2 separate regions of the Rattus norvegicus genome follow, and region 2 is linked to region 1. The links are chromatin contacts, called in public Hi-C maps. All regions are on one chromosome and are shown on one strand. Each heading gives the region's core, a stretch centred on a gene start, on an enhancer-like site or on the middle of the called end of the contact. The rest is flanking DNA. Distances are from core to core; before and after follow the strand shown.

The links. Hi-C and Micro-C count contacts between places; a contact is called where the count stands out from the background.
Region 2: a contact with region 1 is called in a Hi-C map of the A7r5 cell line, with 2.0 times the contacts expected there. The contact joins the promoter of Slc35f5 here to the enhancer-like site in region 1. A contact is called at or near these places in 5 of 12 Hi-C or Micro-C datasets (the A7r5 cell line, the Rat2 cell line, kidney and 2 more).

Annotation. Positions count from the first base shown.
Region 1 is chr13:39,480,769-39,485,587 of GRCr8, reverse strand. No RefSeq gene overlaps it. Among named protein-coding and RNA genes, the nearest start is that of Slc35f5, 62 kb to the left of the region's middle. Within about 2 kb of position 2,452, at least 3 of the 93 cell types and tissues checked have an H3K27ac peak or open chromatin away from gene starts, as enhancers often do. A contact at or near this core is called in the A7r5 cell line, where this site is marked.
Region 2 is chr13:39,542,671-39,547,489 of GRCr8, reverse strand. It overlaps Slc35f5 (solute carrier family 35, member F5), which reads right to left and starts at 2,294. Exons shown (of 16, transcript NM_001105950.1): 1 at 2,033-2,294; 2 at 941-1,031; 3 at 685-826. The coding sequence starts at 2,072.

The DNA.
Region 1 (4,819 bases), core at 1,203-3,702:
TTTTTAATTTACCATAAAAGAAAATATAAAAACTGCAAGTGAAATTTGAGAGGGAAAAAGATTTGCAGGGTGAGGTGTAAGGGTTGGGGCTCAAGCCTCCCTGTTCACTCCAGGATCACCATTCATTCCCCAGAAGGAATCTGGCCAGCCCTGTGTTTATCTATCTATCTATCTATCTATCTATCTATCTATCTATCTATCTATCTATCTATCTACTATCTATCCATCCATTTCACCCACTCATCCTTCCTTCCTTCCTTCCTTCCTTCCTTCCTTCCTTATGCCAGGAAGCATTTGTGAACCCCAAAGACCACCAAGGAATCAACTCCAATGCAATTGCATCAGGGATTCTTTATTCAAGCTCAAGCTCGGGCAATACTGCAGTCCCTGTCTCCACTTCCTCAGTGCTGGGATCACAGACCCGCTTCACCACGCTCACTGTATGCCCTGTTGATGAGTGAATGAAGGGCTTTGGGCATGCTTGGCAAGCCCTCTGTCACCTGAACTGTACTGTTAGCCTCTTTGGAAGTTTATATAAACCTGTTATAGGCAGAGGCTGACTAATCAAATCATTGACCATTGGTGGATGGATTTATTCTCTAGCTCTTCTTCTTTCCCTAGAGGTCTGGGGTAGGACCAAAGTTCCAACCTTTCAATCATGCAGTTGGTTTTCTTGTTATTTTGTCTTTTTTTTTTTTTTCGGAGCTGAGGACCGAATGAACCCAGGGCCTTGCGCTTGCTAGGCAAGGGCTCTACCACTGAGCTAAATCCCCAACCCCCACAGTTGGTTTTCTTGTCGGCTAGCTCCACCCATAGGGACTTTCCAAGAGTTATATAACCAACATAAATTCAGTTTTGAGTGAAAGGAATTGTTATGGATCACAAAGGAAGATTCTTTCATCTCTGTAACTTAAGATCCCCCACTCCCCAAGCGTTCAGAGCAGGAACTGGTACAGAATACACACACACACACACACACACACACACACACACACACACACACACACACACACACACTCACACAGAGGGAGAGAGAGAGACAGAGACAGAGAGACAGAGAGATAATCTATAGCACAACCGAGCACCTCTGTTTTATCTGATAATCATATTTCTATATATTCTAAAGGTCAAAGCCAATCATTCCAAGATAAAGAAGTAAGATTACCTTGAAAGGCATGAGTGCCTTGTGTTTAGGGAAGAGGGAGGAGTTCCCAGTGGCTCACTCTAAGAAAAGCACACTAAAGCAAAAGCAGTGTGTATTGGTTGCTTTTCTGTATGCCAGCCAAGAAGAAATTTAATGGAGGAAGGGTTACTGTTGACTCACTGCTTGAGAAGGTATTCAGGCCTTTATGCCAGGGAAGGCATGCTGGCAAGAGCAGGCTATGGCTGATCACATCCTGCCCACGTCAGGAAGCAGAAAGTGGGTGCTGGGCTATAAACCTAAAGGCAACTAGGCATGGAACAACACATCTGTAACCCCAGTACTGAGGAGGGCAGGTGAATCTCGGTGATGTGTTCAAAGCCAGCCTGGTCTACACAGTGGGTTCCAGCTAGCTAGGTCTATACAGAAAGACCCTGTCTTAAACAAACAAATAACAGCAACAACAGAAGTTGAAGTCCTATCTTCTACTTCCTCCAGAGATTCTCTCTCTCCTTAAGCTTCTACAGTCTTCCCTGTGCCTTTAACTGGGGACCAAGTAATCAAACACAAGAGCTTTTGGGAGACATTTATCATGTAAACTGTAATATTTTTGTATTACAGTTTGGTCCCTAAAAGTGTATCCCAAGCTCTGGAATTAAACACATGTACTACCAAGCTGGTCCAGTTTAGATCTAAATTTACTCCCAAAGGTCATGTGCTAACCCTTGATTGGTTGCCAACTGGTGGGTTTGGGGGAAAGTGACTGAACCATCCTCAATGGATAAATCTACTGACTTGGGTTTATAATTTGATGGGATAGTGAGAAATTATAGAAGCAGAAAGTAAAACCTACTTAAAAGGATCGTGGCCTTGGGGATATACCCTGATGGATTATAATAAATTGTTCTCAGCCCCCCTGCTCTCCTGGTGTCTCTGTTTCCTGGCTTCCTCCAGGTTATGGCCTTGCTGATATTTACCAGCTCTTGTCTATGGAGACACGGGTGGAGACACAGGCCTGGGGATGACTGCAGCAGCAAAGAGAATGGGAGGTGGAGAGTTTGTCTGTAGAGACAGCTGAGTGGCTGATGCACTAGAACAGAAGAGCTCGGTGCGCAATGAAGAGTCAGAGTGGTTGAGGATATTTGGGAAAGCAAATCAGAGCAAGGGCCAAGGTTATCTACACTGGAACCTTGGCCTCATGCTCCAGGCTCCTACTTTAGCTGGCTGTTTCCAGGTTCTGGGGCAGGGCTGAGAGTTCTGTGGTCAACATTTTGTACAGGAACAAAGTACATAGAGATGTTGCTGCCCTCTTGTGATAAAGTCAGAGGGTTTCCAATCCTACATTCCTCCTTCTTTCTTGGCTTGGGTAGGGCCATAGGAGACACAGCCTGACTCTACTGCCTGTTTTAGAGGTATTCATTTCCCAGATGCCCCAGCCCACTGGCACCACACCATGGCCCAGAGAGAACACCACAAGTGTCGCTGGCCTAAGGGATAGGATGGCAAGAACTCCAGGAGGCCAACAAGAGCCCCAGGAGGCCAACAAGCCACAGGCTTTACACTCACAGCTTTGGTGAACCAGAGCCAGGATGCTACTGGGTCAGCACAATGGCCACATTGCCCTTCTTAAAGCCTTCAGTTCTGTCAACATTCATGGCCAAGTTCCTGGCCTCAAACCAAAGGTTTGCAATGAAACCTTTGAAATTGTGATCCAAAATAAAACTTTCCTCCTCTAAGTTTTACCTGAGGCAATTTGTCACAGAAATGGAGAGCTGGCACATTTTAATAATATGAACTCCCCTAAATAGACACTAATTTCAGTTCTAGGGATACAAACCAAGTAAAAGACACAACTTGACTGGGCTAACTTAGTCGGGAAGTCACTTGCCTTGCAAGCTGAGGAACTGAGTTTGAGTTTGGTCAACAAAAACCAGGAGAGAGAGAGAGAGAGAGAGAGAGAGAGAGAGAGAGAGAGAGAGAGAGAGAGAGAGATTAGAGACAACTCAGGAGTGTTGAGGTATTCCAGGTCAATGAGACACAAGAGTAATAGTAGTAGTAGTAGTAGTAGTAGTAGTAGTAGTAGTAGTAGTAGTAGTAGTACTAGTACTAGTACTAGTAGTAGTAGTAGTAGTAATTATGGCAGATGGCACCTAATACCCGAAGGTTGTTCTTTGACCTTTACATGCACACATACATGCACCTGGACACACAGGCACATACACACAGAAGTCACAAGTATGTTCATTTTAGAGTCTTTTACAACAGTTAAACACAAAAGAACTTGGATATATAAAGATAAAACATAAAAACACTAAATTATGTTTCATCCATGTGAAGACGGTATGGGACAGTTAAAGGTGATACAGTAGAGCTGGAGAGATGGCTCAGCACTTAAAAGCACTTGCTGCAAAATCATGAGGACCAGAGTTTGGGTTCTAGCACCCACATAATAAGCCAGGCATCTATGCAAATGCCTGTAACTCGAGCTCCAAGGGAGGCAGAGACAGAAAGATGTTGGGGTTCACTGGCTTTCAGCCTGCCACAGAAGAAGAGGCCAAGAGTGACAGGACATTGAAGCCATCTTCTACCTGCCATACGTGCATGTGTGCATGTGAACACAAGTGTGCAGACGCACACACACACACACACACATGCACAAACACTTGCACACACAAAAATATAAATCCTTTTACAATATGTATGTTAGTGTTGTAAAAAGTTCTGTAGTTACAAGTTTTTATTGCTCTTGAGGAGGACCTAAGTTTAGTTCCCAGAATCCTGTTGGGTGCCTTGCAGCTGCCTGTAACTTCCAATCCAAGGGATCTGACTCCCTCTGCTGGTCTCCATAGTTATCTGCACTCTTGGGCTCAAGCACACCCACAAATACATATAAATACATACATACATATATATATATACATACATACATAAATACATACATAAATATCATTTTTAAATGACTTAGATATATTTTTAATATATATTCCTAGCTGGGAAGGGTGGTATGCCTTTAATCCCAGCATTTGGTAGGTAGAGATGGGTTCATATCTGTAAATTCAAGCCAGTTTGGTCTACAAAGAGAGTTGTAACAGGCAGGACTCAGTTACATGAGAAATCCTGTCTTAAACAAACAAAGAAGACTATATATCTCTTTGAATCCTGTCTACTTTAAAAATTACTTATTAAGCTCCGGTATGTGCACAGTGCTAAGCTGGAACCTGAGGGGGTTAAAAACAACACAGTTAATCTCTGACCTCAAGGATCTCAGACATCAAAGGAGCAAGGATAGCAGTAGACAGAGACTCACACATTTGAGTGAATGATGCTTAGTCTAATAATTACTATGATGGAAAGTTACTGGGTGATCGTCAATCATTGAGGAACTTGGTCTGCTGGAGGCTGACTTAGGGGAAGGGGTAGAAAGTAAAGGTAAAGGAGGGGGGAGGAGCAGAGAGATTTGGAGAATATATTCATTTCCTTGAAAAATGATACTGTATAATACACAGTTAGGTGTTTTTGCTGATTGGCCCATTTGGAGACTGTGTATGATTTAGACTTACAGGTTGGAGGAGTTTGAGGGAGGCTGGCTTTGGATATGTGTATTTGGGAGTCTCCAGCTATTAGTCAAGAAAATGGATAGCAAAATAAGAAAACAAGAATCACAGAGTGTCATGGGAT
Region 2 (4,819 bases), core at 1,045-3,544, 62 kb before region 1:
CTTCTTTTTCAAATTAGCAAGAATCTACTAAGCTAAATGCCCAGACTATACTTTCTACTGGCCCTCAATGTTCATAAAAAACAGTATTTATGAAGAAATAAATTCAATATTGACTAAAAACAAAACCACCTTTGTGTAATTAGAAAATATATTCTGTGATATGTTCTCTACAAATGTGAGAAAGCTGCAGGTAGGACTGTAGAAATGGCTCCATGGTCCACAGAGCTTAGTGTTCCTTCAGAGTTCAGTCCCCAGTACCCATGCCGGGTGGCTCACAATTGCGTTTGAGTTCCAAGGACCCAGATCAGATGCCCCCTTCTGGCCTCTACAGGAACATGTACACACATCTGCATATATACAGACACACACACACACACACACACACACACACAAAGAGAGAGAGAGAGAGAGAGAGAGAGAGAGAGAGAGAGAGAGAGAGCGCTTTTGTAACTTCAGGAAAGAACAAAAGCATCATGTCAATTTTTACTTGAAATGACATTAATTCAGTACCAAAGAAAAACAAAGAATTCAACAATGTTTAAAATACTGGTGTTAGACGCATGAGGCACTAACAGAGAAATACTACAGCTTGACACTACTTGTCATCCTACGTCATTAGCAACGTTACTACAGGTGAGCGTTAATTCTACCACAGTGCAATACCATTGGTGGAGAAATACATACTGAGGTGAGTTCTGAGGACGCCACCCATATCACATCAACCAGCAGGAGAATCACTATCCCCAGGGCCATTCGCCTGCGCTGACTGAAGCCACTGCTCTGGGAATTCACACGGTTCATGATAAACACATAAACCATTTGCAGTCTGTTAATTTAGAAAACACAGATCTCATTAGAGTCTCTTTGAGAAGAACCCACATAAAAATTAGAAAGCCAGGGCAAGGAAACAGGAGACATTTGGATGAAGTGTACGATTTACCTTGTGGCGAGGGCTTCTCTGAGATCCTCAAATGCAATGCGGGCAAAGCGAGCAGATACCTGTCTAAATGGAGGTGAAGAGCTCAGCCCACCTAAAACAGCACCACGGAAATAACGCTTAGGAAAAGTTCAAGTATAAAGCAGCATCTTTTCCACTCTTCACCTTCAAAGACTATCAAAATGTGTTCAACAGAAGCCACACTCTGGGCATGGAACTCAGTAGTGTAATGCTTGCTTGCCTAGTTAGCACGCATGAGTTCTTGGGTTCCATCCCAACCACTTCCCAAACTGGGCACAGAGGCACACATCTATAAATTCTAGCACTTGGGAAGTAGGGGAACGGCAGAATCAGAAGATCAAAGTCAGAATACAGGGTGAGGTCAAGGCCAACATGGGTCACATGAGACCAGATCATAAAATAACAAAAAAAAAAAAAAAAAAAAAAAAAAAGAAACCCAGGCTGGAGGTGTAGTTCAGTTGGTAGAGCGAATGGAGATAGCCCTGAGGTCAATGGAACCAGTGCATAAAACAGGGGTGCCGGTGCTTCTTTAAGGCAGAAGATATGATTTTGAGACCAGTCTCAGATACATAACACCTGTCCCAACCTGACAACCCCAGCTCTCCCAAAAGAAAAAATTATACTTAAAAGAAGTCCTGGGTACCAGGAGGGTTAAAAAAAAAAAAAAAACATTCCATATATGGCACACTAAAGAGAGCCATAAACATATCCTCGAAGTCTCACAAACAGAACTCTCTAGATCCTCTCTTCAGGACATCCGCCCTGGCAGTCTAGACACGCGCGCGTGCATCAAAAGTGTCCTTACCCCCCATCTCCAGGGGATTCGGCTCGCTGACAGGAAGTGATGTGCGAGGTTCCACTCCCCTCATGTGAGGACCAAGATCATCCTCGCTCCCCACACGCCCAGTCACTACACCCTGGCTGCAGTATGAGAGGACAACAGAAAACAGCTGGGACAGGGAAATCGCCTCTTGGTGAGGAAAAGACGTGAGGAAAACCGAGCCTCTTGCCTTGTGAGGGGTGAGAGGACTCTGACCCGTCCTCCATGGCCGCGGTCGCCGGCCCACCGCCTACCTGGCCTTCCTGCCCCTCGATGGAGTCGTGGCGGCACCATGAGCGGCCCCGGCCCGGCCCGCCGCCCAGCGCCGCCGCCTCACACCGCACGCACAGACCCCAGCATCCTGCCGCACAGCAGACCCAATCTCAGTCACCGCGCTACCCCTCGGCTTAGGGCCGCGGCTGTCAGGCAGGCCAGCACTCGGCCCCACTGAGGGGAGTGACCCAGGCCACCCGACCGACGGCGCTGGCAGCGAAAGTCCTGGAGGCCCGGATTGCGGCCGCGGCCCAGGCCCCGCCCCCGGTCGGTCAGCCAGCCAGGCCACGCCCATTGCTGGCCAAACAAGCCCATCCCACGGCTGGCCAACAGGCAGGCCCCGCCCCCTGTCCGTCAGTCAAACAGGCTCCACCTCCCGACCAGCGACAACCTGGACCCGCCCCCGACCAATTAGCTAAGCAATGCTGCGAGATCCCAGGCAAGCTCTTTCCCTGGATAGCGAACCTGGCCGCACAGCCTGGTAGACAGGAACCTCTCCAGGCACCCTGGACCCCATCCTGGAGACTCTAGGCCCCCAGCTTGTCCACCAACTAGGTGACATCCTCCCCATCACTGAGTCAACCACTCAGTTGTCAGTTCGTCCATCCGGGCTCCTCCCCCAGTTGACAATCCCTACCCTAAACCCGAGTAGTCAGCCCAGAGCCCGGCCCCCGGAGAGCCTGGCAGGCCCCGCCCCTGCCCAGCAAGCTCCTGTGGCCCCGCCCTCTGGCCTCAAGATTGAAGGCGCGCGGGTTACGTCACGCTGGGCGCCACTTCTGGCCGGCGCAGGGCTAGTCAACCGGTTGATGTTGCGGTAGTGTGGACTCCAGCTGCTAACTGGCTTCTGGCTTGGAGTCACGTTGGTGGCGCGAAGGGGAAGAGAAGGGAAGAAAGCGAAGGGAGGAGGGTGGGGGTATGTAGGACAGGGAGAGCCCAGCCGTGGAAAGGCTGCCAGACTTCACCCCAGCCCCGCCCTGAAGCGAAAGCTGACTGCACATTTTCCTCCAAAGTTTAGGCAAGCATTTTCCAGTAGCTCTTTCTAAAAACAGTCAGTGTAGCTTGGCACCCGTTGGATTCCTAGATCGTTTTTGTCCTTAAACTAGAGCTTCATTCTTGCAGTTAGTAGTTGTCTAGGCCAAGTTACTCATCTCTCTGGCCCTCACTGTATTTTAACCCATAAAAAAAAATAGCATAAAATGTTGTGAGTGCCTCGGGTGTATGTTTACATCAGGTCAAACAGAAAGGAATCAAATCAACCTGTGACAAATTAAGACCCCCCACAGATGCTAGCCTGACTAAAGTATGGGGTTTTAAGTTTATTGAAGCTCGCATAAAATAGAAGTTCGCCAGCATCCTGATTTATATTTAGAAAACACAAGACTTAAGGCTTCTGTGGCCAGAATTGCATTGTTAGCATTTTTATCAAAGGAGGCAAAGAAATAATTTTGGGTTTTGCTCATGTAATCACAGTGTGGTCCATCCTTTCTCTTTTAACTCTTTGTCTACATAGTCTAATGACAAAAAGTAACATGAACATTTTGTGATCTGGTCAGATTTAAAAGAAAGACACACACACACACACACACATACACACACACACACACACACACACACACACACACACACACACACACACACACCTGGCATCGAACACTTCCAGTCATTGAGAAACCCACTGCTGGAACAGGAGAAATGACTCTGTGGGCAAAAGTCCTTGCTGTGAAAGCGGGAGGTCCTGGTTTCAGATCCCTATCACCCCAGTAAAAAGTTCGGCTTGATCATGTGTACATTTGTAATCCCAGCACTGTGAGAGACAGAACTGGGAAGATCTGTCTTGCTGGTTGCCAGACACTTCAGGTTTAGTAAGAGACCCTTGTCACAGGTGTAAGAGGGTAAGTGACAGAGCTCCCTAATTAGAGACCTAATACTCTCTCACCTCCATCCATATACTCCTGCACACAAACAAATACAATTTGCTTGGCCATTCAGTTAAGAACAAATGATTAAACACTTTAGTGGTTTGAATATGTTTGGCCCAGGAAGTGACACTATTTGGAGGTGTGGCCTTGGAGTGGGTGTGTCACTGTGGGCATGGGCTTTAAGACCCTCTTCCTAGCTGCCTGGAAGTCAGTATTCTCCTAGCAGCCTTCAGATGAAGATGTAGAACTCAGCTCATGTACCATGCCTGCCTGGATGCTGTCATGCTCCCTCCTTGATGATAATGGACTGAATCTCTGAACCTGTAAGCCAGCCCCAATTAAATGTTGTCCTTATAAGAGTCGCCTTAATCATGGTGTCTGTCCACAGCCGTAAAACCCTAAGACTCCTACTGTCTGTTCTTACCTGTTTAAAATTTGGTCCACCCTCTTTTCAAGAACAATATCGTAAATGGACCTTGGAAGCAGGAAGGTAGACCATGGACTAGTTCCATCAATTTCCAAGAATATGTGCCCTATTGAGGGTCTTAAAAATGAAGAGGGGGGAGCTTATCCTTCAGAGTAGAAAAAATTATAGCCATAATATAGCATATATTTGAAATTACTGTACTGCATAATAGGGATTTGGCTATACCCATACATTATATTATTCCAGCCAAAGTTTTTGTCTCTCATTAACATCTTTAGTAGTCATAGTAAGTATAATTTTTATGCTATATGTCTGATATAGTTCAAAATAAAGCATGGTGAATCAGTCTCAAGGCTAGGCATGCTTTAATCCCCGTACTTTAATTTCAAGGCCAGCCTGGTCTACATAGTGAGTTACAAGAA